Regions from separate parts of the Mus musculus genome. Here all the other regions are linked to region 2. The links are chromatin contacts, called in public HiCAR-type and HiChIP or PLAC-seq maps. All regions are on one chromosome and are shown on one strand. The core of a region is the stretch at or near the end of the contact, and the rest is flanking DNA. Distances in the headings are between cores, read along the strand shown. Region 1 holds the start of G630016G05Rik (RIKEN cDNA G630016G05 gene). Region 2 overlaps Meis2 (Meis homeobox 2). Region 3 has its middle 49 kb from the start of Gm31590.

The links. HiCAR-type assays count read pairs that join an accessible place to other places. HiChIP or PLAC-seq counts read pairs in DNA pulled down with a chosen protein or histone mark.
Region 1: a contact with region 2 is called in an H3K4me3 HiChIP or PLAC-seq map of neural progenitor cells, with 37 read pairs. The contact joins the promoter of G630016G05Rik here to the enhancer-like site in region 2. A contact is called at or near these places in 1 of 39 promoter capture datasets (liver), 6 of 484 Hi-C or Micro-C datasets (the HL-1 cell line, the N1E-115 cell line, astrocytes and 2 more), 15 of 115 datasets of contacts at active chromatin or transcription factors (astrocytes, embryonic forebrain, embryonic hindbrain and 10 more) and 4 of 9 other capture datasets (adipose tissue, embryonic trunk, liver and 1 more).
Region 3: a HiCAR-type map of astrocytes shows a contact between it and region 2, with 8 times the contacts expected there. The contact joins two enhancer-like sites. A contact is called at or near these places in 12 of 484 Hi-C or Micro-C datasets (cerebellar granule neurons, cerebral cortex, embryonic stem cells and 5 more), 2 of 115 datasets of contacts at active chromatin or transcription factors (astrocytes and cardiomyocytes) and 3 of 9 other capture datasets (adipose tissue, liver and pancreatic islet).

What each region holds. Positions count from the first base shown.
Region 1 is chr2:116,065,924-116,068,659 of GRCm38.p6, forward strand. G630016G05Rik (RIKEN cDNA G630016G05 gene) reads left to right here and starts at 1,302. Exons shown (of 5, transcript NR_153841.1): 1 at 1,302-1,417; 2 at 2,261-2,327. It also overlaps a transcript of Meis2 not described here.
Region 2 is chr2:115,938,131-115,940,830 of GRCm38.p6, forward strand. The region is part of intron 8 of Meis2 (Meis homeobox 2); the gene reads right to left. Among named protein-coding and RNA genes, the nearest start is that of Meis2, 130 kb to the right of the region's middle. Within about 2 kb of position 1,266, at least 23 of the 459 cell types and tissues checked have an H3K27ac peak or open chromatin away from gene starts, as enhancers often do. A contact at or near this core is called in astrocytes, cerebral cortex, forebrain and 1 more, where this site is marked.
Region 3 is chr2:115,854,623-115,857,322 of GRCm38.p6, forward strand. No RefSeq gene overlaps it. Among named protein-coding and RNA genes, the nearest start is that of Gm31590, 49 kb to the left of the region's middle. Within about 2 kb of position 1,374, at least 44 of the 459 cell types and tissues checked have an H3K27ac peak or open chromatin away from gene starts, as enhancers often do. A contact at or near this core is called in astrocytes, cerebral cortex and forebrain, where this site is marked.

The DNA of each region.
Region 1 (2,736 bases), core at 52-2,551, 130 kb after region 2:
CAAGCCTGCTTCTCCAGGGGGACGACGCGGGAGGGAGAGGAAGAGGGGAGGGAGGGGGGATGAGGGAGGGGGAAAGGGGGAAGGGAGGGAAGGAGGGAGAGCGACAGGAGAGGGAGAGAGAGGGAGAGAGAGAGAGAGAGAGAGAGAGAGAGAGAGAGAGAGAGAGAGAGAGAGAGAGAGAGAACACGCGTGATTGGAGGGGGAAGGAAGAGAGGTGGAAGAGGACAGGGAGAGCGCAGACAGGAAAACTGCAGAAAGCCACAGGGAAAGTACGGTACAGACTCAGATCTTTTTATTTTCAACTTACTTCTCGTTTATTTCCCCACCACTCCTCTTGGCTCCTGCCTAACTGGGTCGCGTTGGGGATGTTTGGCATGGCGCTCTAGCTTTTGTTCGTTTTAATTCCGCGGCCCCCTTCCTCTGCCGGCGGATTACTAGGTCCCGAACTCTGCCACTACAACCTAGAGCAGCAAGCTCCGCCAACTGCACCACCGCCAGGCTAGGATTTTTGTTGTTGTTGTTGTTGTTGTTGTTGTTAAGTGGTACTTTCTTTCTCGTGCAGATGCAGAGCCCTTTTTGTCAATATTCATTTTTGTCTAGTACAAGATATGAGCAGCTGAACTCGGAGCATAGTCCCTCGGTGCGCTGCAGACAGTGTAGACCACCATTGAGAGTCTAGGGGTCCTGGGCTCAATCTGGAGGGAGAAAGCAGGATGAGAGTTAGTAGGGCGGGAGTTAGTGGGGTAGGAGTTAGAGGAGAGGGAGTTGTTTGGTGTTTGTTGTTTACCGATGTAGACAAGTGTGTGTGTGTGTGTGTGTGTGTGTGTGTGTACGCGCGCGTGCGTGCGTGCGCGTGACCGCTGTGCGCCTCTAAAGTGAATCTTGGATCTAGGAAGCACCGGAGGAGAAAGATTAAAAAGCATGTGAGACAGAAGATGCTTGCGAGGAGTGGCTGGCTCTGGCTGCCCAGCTTTGTTGTGGTTGCCCTGGGCGCAGCGGTTGTAAAGAGGGCTAAAGGCTGAGTTAATTACACCGGGAGGATTTCGCTGGATGGGGACCATGGGACTGGCTCCTAAAGTTTTCCCAAAAGGAAAAGGAAGCGAGTAGGGTTAAAAAGGTAAATACCCGACTAGGTTTTGGTAGAAACTAGTTCTGGCCGGGGTCCCGCCCAATCCCTGGCCGGAGTTCCAGCTGGCTTTACCTCTGCTCTGCTGTTTCCCCGCGGCTGCGCGTCAATCACCGAGAGACGAGAGCTGGGGGCGGAGCTTTGGTCACCCGGCGCGCGTAGCCGGGTTCACCCTGCCGCCACCAGGCAGCTGGCAGCGCGACCCAGCCACGCACTGGGAGCGCGCCCTCTCCCCAACTTCTCACCCTCGCCCTGGGTTCCGGGCCCCAGGCCCAGAGAATAGCAAACAGAGTAAGGGTTTGCTGTTCAACTGCGGCCTCCCTCCCCAACTCTGAACCATCCCGTGACAGAAAGCAGCGCCTCCTGCAAGGGTGCCTTTGACTGGACTTTCTCATGGGGGCGGGGGTGGATGGGAGTGGTTAGGTATAGTAGAGTGGTGTGTGTGTGTGTGTGTGTGTGTGTGTGTGTGTGTGTGTGTGTGTGTGAGAGAGAGAGAGAGAGAGAGAGGACTTACAGAGAGAGGGAGAGGGAGACGGAGAGGGAGAGGGAGGGAGGGAGGGAGGGAGAGAGAGAGAGAGAGAGAGAGAGAGAGAGAGAGAGAGAGAGAGAGAGAGGTTTTTCTCCCATTTAGCATCTTCCTGGTTTCCTAGCAAGCTTCTGAACATCCCAAGCTAGCTAAAACTACTGCATGCCGAGACTCCATGCGGAGTCTGAGGAAATTTGGCCTCGTTCTCCTAGGGCTGGTGAATGAGCTCCGGAGGTCAATAAAGCCCTCCAAAAATGATGAATGATTGAGCACCTGTGATGATGATAGTGATTACCAGAGCAATTAAACAGTTTGATTAAATGAGCCATCATAACAATGATGTCTGCGGGAAATCGGCCCTCACATATAAAGACAGTGTGGAGGGGCTGGCAGAGGCCCGGAGAGCGCGCCGGGAGAGGGGTTGCAGCCCGTGCGAGTTTGGCTCCAGTGGCCAAAGCAGGGAAGGCGGCCTCGGGGACCTTCTGGGAGCAGAGTCCAGCCAAGGGTTTCCCTCTCTTTCCGCTTCAAGCCCAAGACAGCAGAGCAGTTTGGAACCCGAAGGACTATATGGTCCTTTCCCCCTCCCCCACCACTTTTTTCCCCCCTAGAAGAACTTCAAGATTACAAATATCCGTCTCATTTGATGCTGAATTACTCGTGGACAGATAAGAAAAGGTAAGTAAAAAGAAAAGGAAAAGTTGGCCTCCAGAATTTTTTTTTTTGGGAGGGGGTGAAGTTAAATCTCAGTTTATCCTCCTAGGGTAAAAGAGAGGGAAAGAGAGAGAGGGAGGTGAGACACACACAGAGACAGACACAGAAAGGAGAGACACAGAATATGAGAGAATATTTGGCCTGGCTGAAGACCGTTTTCTGCTTCACAGAGTTGTGAATGATACTGGATCCAAGTTGTCGGCCCAGCACTGTTGGCAGAGTTTACATTCAGTTTTGATTCCTCTAATTGTTCTTAATTTCAACATTGGCTATTTAGTATCGCCAGTAAGATTTTTGCTCTTTTTAAATCCTGGTTAAATAAACGCCAGTTAGGAAGTTTCTTTTTCAAAGGAACACGGGTTTCCGAGATAAA
Region 2 (2,700 bases), core at 16-2,515:
TGCTAATGACCAGGAGACTAACTAGTCATTCAAGTGGGAAAAAGGATTGGCAAGCCCTGGGAAAAAGGCACTCACAGTTGTTCCTGTAGGAAAATTAAAAAAAAAATCTGAAAACCTATAAAGAAACTCAGGCCATATCTTATGAGGGGATGAACATTTAAAAAATTAAGAGATAAAGCAAACCTATATGCACTAGAATAATATACATGCAAATCTCTGGAGAAACTCTATTATATCACCATTAATGCCGAGACGGCAATCAAGCCAGGCTCATTTCAATAGATTCCAAGTTTTGAACAGTTTCTAGGCTATCCAAGTGGGAATTTGGCCAGGATACTGGGGTTAATAATTCATTTTGAGGAGGGCTAATTCTTTGGGACGCAGCCCACTCCACAGGAGAAACATTGGCCCATGTGAGCAAATCCACTTTTCAAGATCACCCTCAATTAGTTCCACAAGGAGGGAGGAGGGGCAGCAGATTCACCTCTTTAGACAAAAATATTGATCATATTCTTAAGGAAACACATTAATGTCATGGAATGTCTCAAAGCATTCACATCTGATTTCTCGACTTGTAATTTTTAAAAAAAAAAAAACTTTTTTGTTGTTGTTTGTGTGTGCTTGAACTGACTCTTGGTCTAGGCTGGACAAGAATTCACCATATAGCCCAGGTTAGCTCTGAACAAATGGTGACCTTCCTTCTTTGGTCTCCCACATGCTGAAATGACAAGCGTAAACCACCATGTTCGTTACGACACCTGCATTTTTAAAGAAAAATATTTCTACTAACTTGCAATTGCCTAGATCTTGGTGTAAAGTCTCAAAAAGTACTGCATCTAATAGTGCTCTGAAAATAGAGAGACCTGGGTTTCTTCCTGGCCCTGGGGAGGACTTGTCTGTGAACTGAAGAAGCTCTTGGATCCCTCTAAAACGTGAGTTTCCCACCGGGCTGATGCAGTATAAACTAGCCATTTATTAGCAGTCTCTGAGTGTCAGGCAGTACTCCAGGAGACATGCGTCCTTGACCTCCTGGATCTTAGATCCCAGCCAGGGACATAAGCAGCAAGCTAAAAACAGAGAATATAGTCTATATGGCGTCAGGGACTTTTATGAAGAAAAACAGGCATTCTACTGAGAAAGTGACTGGGGGATGCTGCTGTTTTATAGAGGGTGGGACAAGGAGACCGCTTTGAGAAGGTGACATTTGAGCAGACTCAAGTGGAGTCAGAGCCAGCTGGGAGGCAGCAATGGCAAGGAGCCCGGAGTCCTGCCTGAGTGAGACAAGGGCTAAGAAGGATGGAGCTGCAGAGTTGCTGGCACCAGATCACCCTGAGCCTTGTGGGTCATGCTAAAAGGCTCAGGCACTGACATGGCGCCTGACACACAGTAATTAATCGCATAACAAATAGTGGCTATTTATTTATTCATAGTGGGCAAATATCGTCATAAACCAGAATCATCCATCATCCCCATTGCGCTGGTACATAGCTGGAGTTCTCTGCATCAGCCCTAGGATCCTAACATAGCTTAACACATTTGAAATGCTCACGAATATCACCAGCAAGTGTTTTCTGTGGTATGTGATTATTCAGCCTGTTATTTTTTTTTTCTATCACTGATGAGTTCTTTAAAGAGATTTTAGTTGAAAAAAGTGAGAGTACTAAAAGGTTATTTAGCTGGGGCCTGTGAAGGGGGAGAAATGAATTAGTCAAGTTCTTTGCATTTTCTCTTTACATTTTCTCAAGGACACCTGAAGAACCCTTGTTAACTCTTCATACCTCTAGACCGAGTATAACCGGACTATAGTAATCACTATGAGCAGCTCCTCAAGACACCAGTGAATGATCCATTCTCTTCCCAAAGCCTGTGTGTCTCCCTGTCACCAATAAAATGGAGTCTTGGCCTTCATCCTAAGGCTTTTCACAAGCTGGCCCCAAGTGATATTTCCAAATGTAACATACCCTGACTTGGCAAGGAATGTAAAATCCTAATCAAAGCACATTCTTTCTTTGTGCATACGATCCCACTATGGTCACCTGCAACAACACGCTGCCAACTGGGAGGTATTTCCAGTGCTTCCCATTATTTTGGGTACCCCCCACCTGTTTTTTTTCGTACACATGGAAGACAATGCCCCCCCCCCCGATTTCTAAGGTTGTTGTCCCCACAAATTGGCATTTCCCAATGAATCGTTACGATAGACTGGTATATGTGATTTGGGGCTGATATGAAAGCTCTGGTTAACTCTCCTCAGGCGCCATCTTGGGGATTCTTGTTTAGGTAGGTGCCTATCTGTTGGCTTGCATGTGCTCGACAAAGACTCCAAAGGCAGCATCAACTCTCTATTGACTTTGGTGTAGAGGGAAAAAACTCTTATTGACTTATGCCACTGAGACTTATGTGGCTGGGGTTTTTTTTCCCCAGAGCATCAGAACCAATCCTATTCTGATTGCCCTACCATTCTTCAAATCAAGCTTCCATGACAAATATTTTGAAGCTGTTTTTCATTTCTCTCTACATTTGGTGGCGGTGGGCACACAATTTCACCCTTTTATGTACACACACACACACACACACACACACACACACACACACACACGCATACTTTAATGACTAAATACTGCTAAAATCCTGTTTTTGCTGTTAGAATCAACTATATTGAGAAAATTTCTAATAGGCTTGGGAGTTGAAAAATGGAAA
Region 3 (2,700 bases), core at 124-2,623, 83 kb before region 2:
CCCACCACTGCCTTTTCCTAGAAGCGCCCCTTTCTGTGGGGTCCCAGGGTGCCTGACCCAGACCTCCAACATCCACAAACGAGGGTGGGGATCTGAGATGTGAAAGTGGAATCTGCAGAAGAGCCAGGGTAGAGAATGGATTGCGCAATCCAAGAATTAGAAGCACTGGGGAGGAAAGACACACCTTTTCCAAATGCACCGTTCTTTCCTTCCCCAGAGCCTCGTTCCTCAGAATTGCTCTCAGAAAAACCCGCAATCTGATTCTTTAAAATAAAAACCAAAAACTCCCTGAGAAGCCAAAGTCGTTCCGCGTGGTAGATTGCCATGTCTGATGTGGGGGGTCCAACTGCGGCGGGGAGACCCTTCTGACACGGCTGCTTTGTCAGCGTCTTCTCCCAGAGGCAGAGGCGATGGAGATGGGTCGCGTTACCTGCTTGCTTGCGCCTTCTACCCTGTGCAGAAATCCCAGGAGAGAGTAATCTGGACGCTAGAAGTACGCCGCTGTGCACCAAACCCCAACTCTCTGAAACCAAACGGCGCACCTTGCGGTGCAGAGAGATGAAGTGCTTACACTCCGGAGGCGGCAGGATATTGGGGTGCGCTTCAGCCGCTCTGTCCGCGTTCAGCAAAAGCAAGAAAACAGGGTCAGGGAAGAAAAACACAGGCATGGAAAAGACCTGTTTGTGTATGGATACTGTGACAACTAAGACAGACAGACAGACAGACAGACACACACACACACACACACACACACACACACACACACACACACACACATTTTGAATGCTCTGGGATCCCAAAGATGTGTGCAAAAGGAATTACCTCAAATTGAGAACTGCTTAAATTCCAAAAGCGATTCCTGTAGACTTTTATAAACCTGTGAAATCCCCCCCCCCGGAGTTTGCTTTTACAAGTACAAGAAATATTATTTGGCATTTCTTGTTGCCCCTCATCAGATATCTATTTTTTAATAGCAATAATAATAAAAAGCCTTCAGGGTTGTCCATTAAAATATATCTTTGGAAGTTAAATCTGCAAGGGGGGAAAAAGCAAACTTGATCAAACCCCTACAGAATAAGGAGATTAGAAAACGAATCCTTTTGCTTAGGCATTTGGTCGTTTATTCCCCGAGGCCAAGTGAAAGGTGTGAGTACTTTCCTGTTTTATTATTATTTTTAAAATTTATTCATTTAAATGTTCAGCCATGACAAGCTATTCCCTCGCTGCAGCGGACGAGGGTGAGAGTAGTGGAAAGGGTAGGTGGAGAAGGGTGGGGGGCGCAGAAAAACACCGTTGGCTTCGCGGGGGGCTGTCCCGCCGCGGTCTGCCCTGAAGGCCAGCAGGGGGCGCTCTGATGTTATCTGTGGACCAGCCCGCGGAGCCGCTCAGAGCTCGGTGACACAGGCTTGGCGGTTTCACGCAGCTGCAAGAGGAAGGGGAGGAGGATCGTACCTCCTAAACCCTCAACAACGATTCCACTCGGCTTATTTACCTTCGGCTGGAAATGTATCTACGTTTCACTTCAACTAGTTTAGTGCTGCAGCTCCGACCTCTTTTCATCTGTGTCTTTACAGAGCACATATAATCACACCCTCTTGAAATATATATTAATGCAACTTATTAGAAACGACGATGAATAGTCAACATTTTTTTCGCCTGTTAGTTCCGCTGATCCAAGCAGGATTTATTTGCAGGTCTCACATCCCGAAGTCATAATGCGCCCCCATCCCACCCCCCACCCCCCTTAAATAAAATTGGTCAAATGTTGACAACCTGTAAGACAACCTACCACTCAAGATTAGTGATGGGAAACTAATGAGAAAATATCAGATCGCCCGGCCCGAGGGCTGCCAATTAAATCTTCGCTGATTGAAAAATAAAAGCGGACTTGGGGTGTGAGCCCAGCTCAACTTGAACTATTAATTTAACATGTTGCCGGTCCGTGCCTTCCCTCACTCCACTAGCGCCTCCCCCCTCCCCCCACCCCATCCCTCAACCTAAAAGCCAAATGTTATTTCTCGAAATATTTCAAGAGGTCCAAATCAGAATGATCATTTCTTACACGGTAAATATTAGCCCTTTAAGCAATATGATTTAACTAATTAGAAAATTTACATCATTAAGTCTCAGGGAGAGAAAAAAGAGAAACAGATCTGCCAATCATTTTAAAGGAGACAGGCACTATTGAAGTGTGAAGAAATCGGCTCTAATTCAAAAAGGCAATCGGGCAGAAAAAGCCCTCAACATTACCCTGCTAGTTATTAATCAGAAAGGGCCCTCTCTTCTCCCTGCGCCCCTCCCCTCTGGGCACTGAGTTTAAGTTCTTTTTTCTTTTTCTTTCTTTCTTTTTTCTTTTCTTTTTTCTTTTTCTTTTTTTTTTCTTTTTTTTTTTTTTGCCAGTGGCCCATGTCATATTTATATTGAGGTTTTGTCTGCTAAGGATTAAAATTTGAAAATGTTTCAATATGAAGAAAACAAAATCCTCAAAAGGAAAAAAAATTCTTCGTGTACTGGTAAATTTGTTGTAATGCACAATTCTCACACTCCTCCTTATTTTTATTCTTTCTTCCCATTAAGTTCTATTTTGAAACCTGCTCGGTGAGAACTAGATAGTCTTTGTGTTCTGCTCCCCTCCCCCTCCTTGTACCTCCTCCTTCCTACAAAGCAGAAACCTAGACTGAAAGCAGAAAAGTACAAATA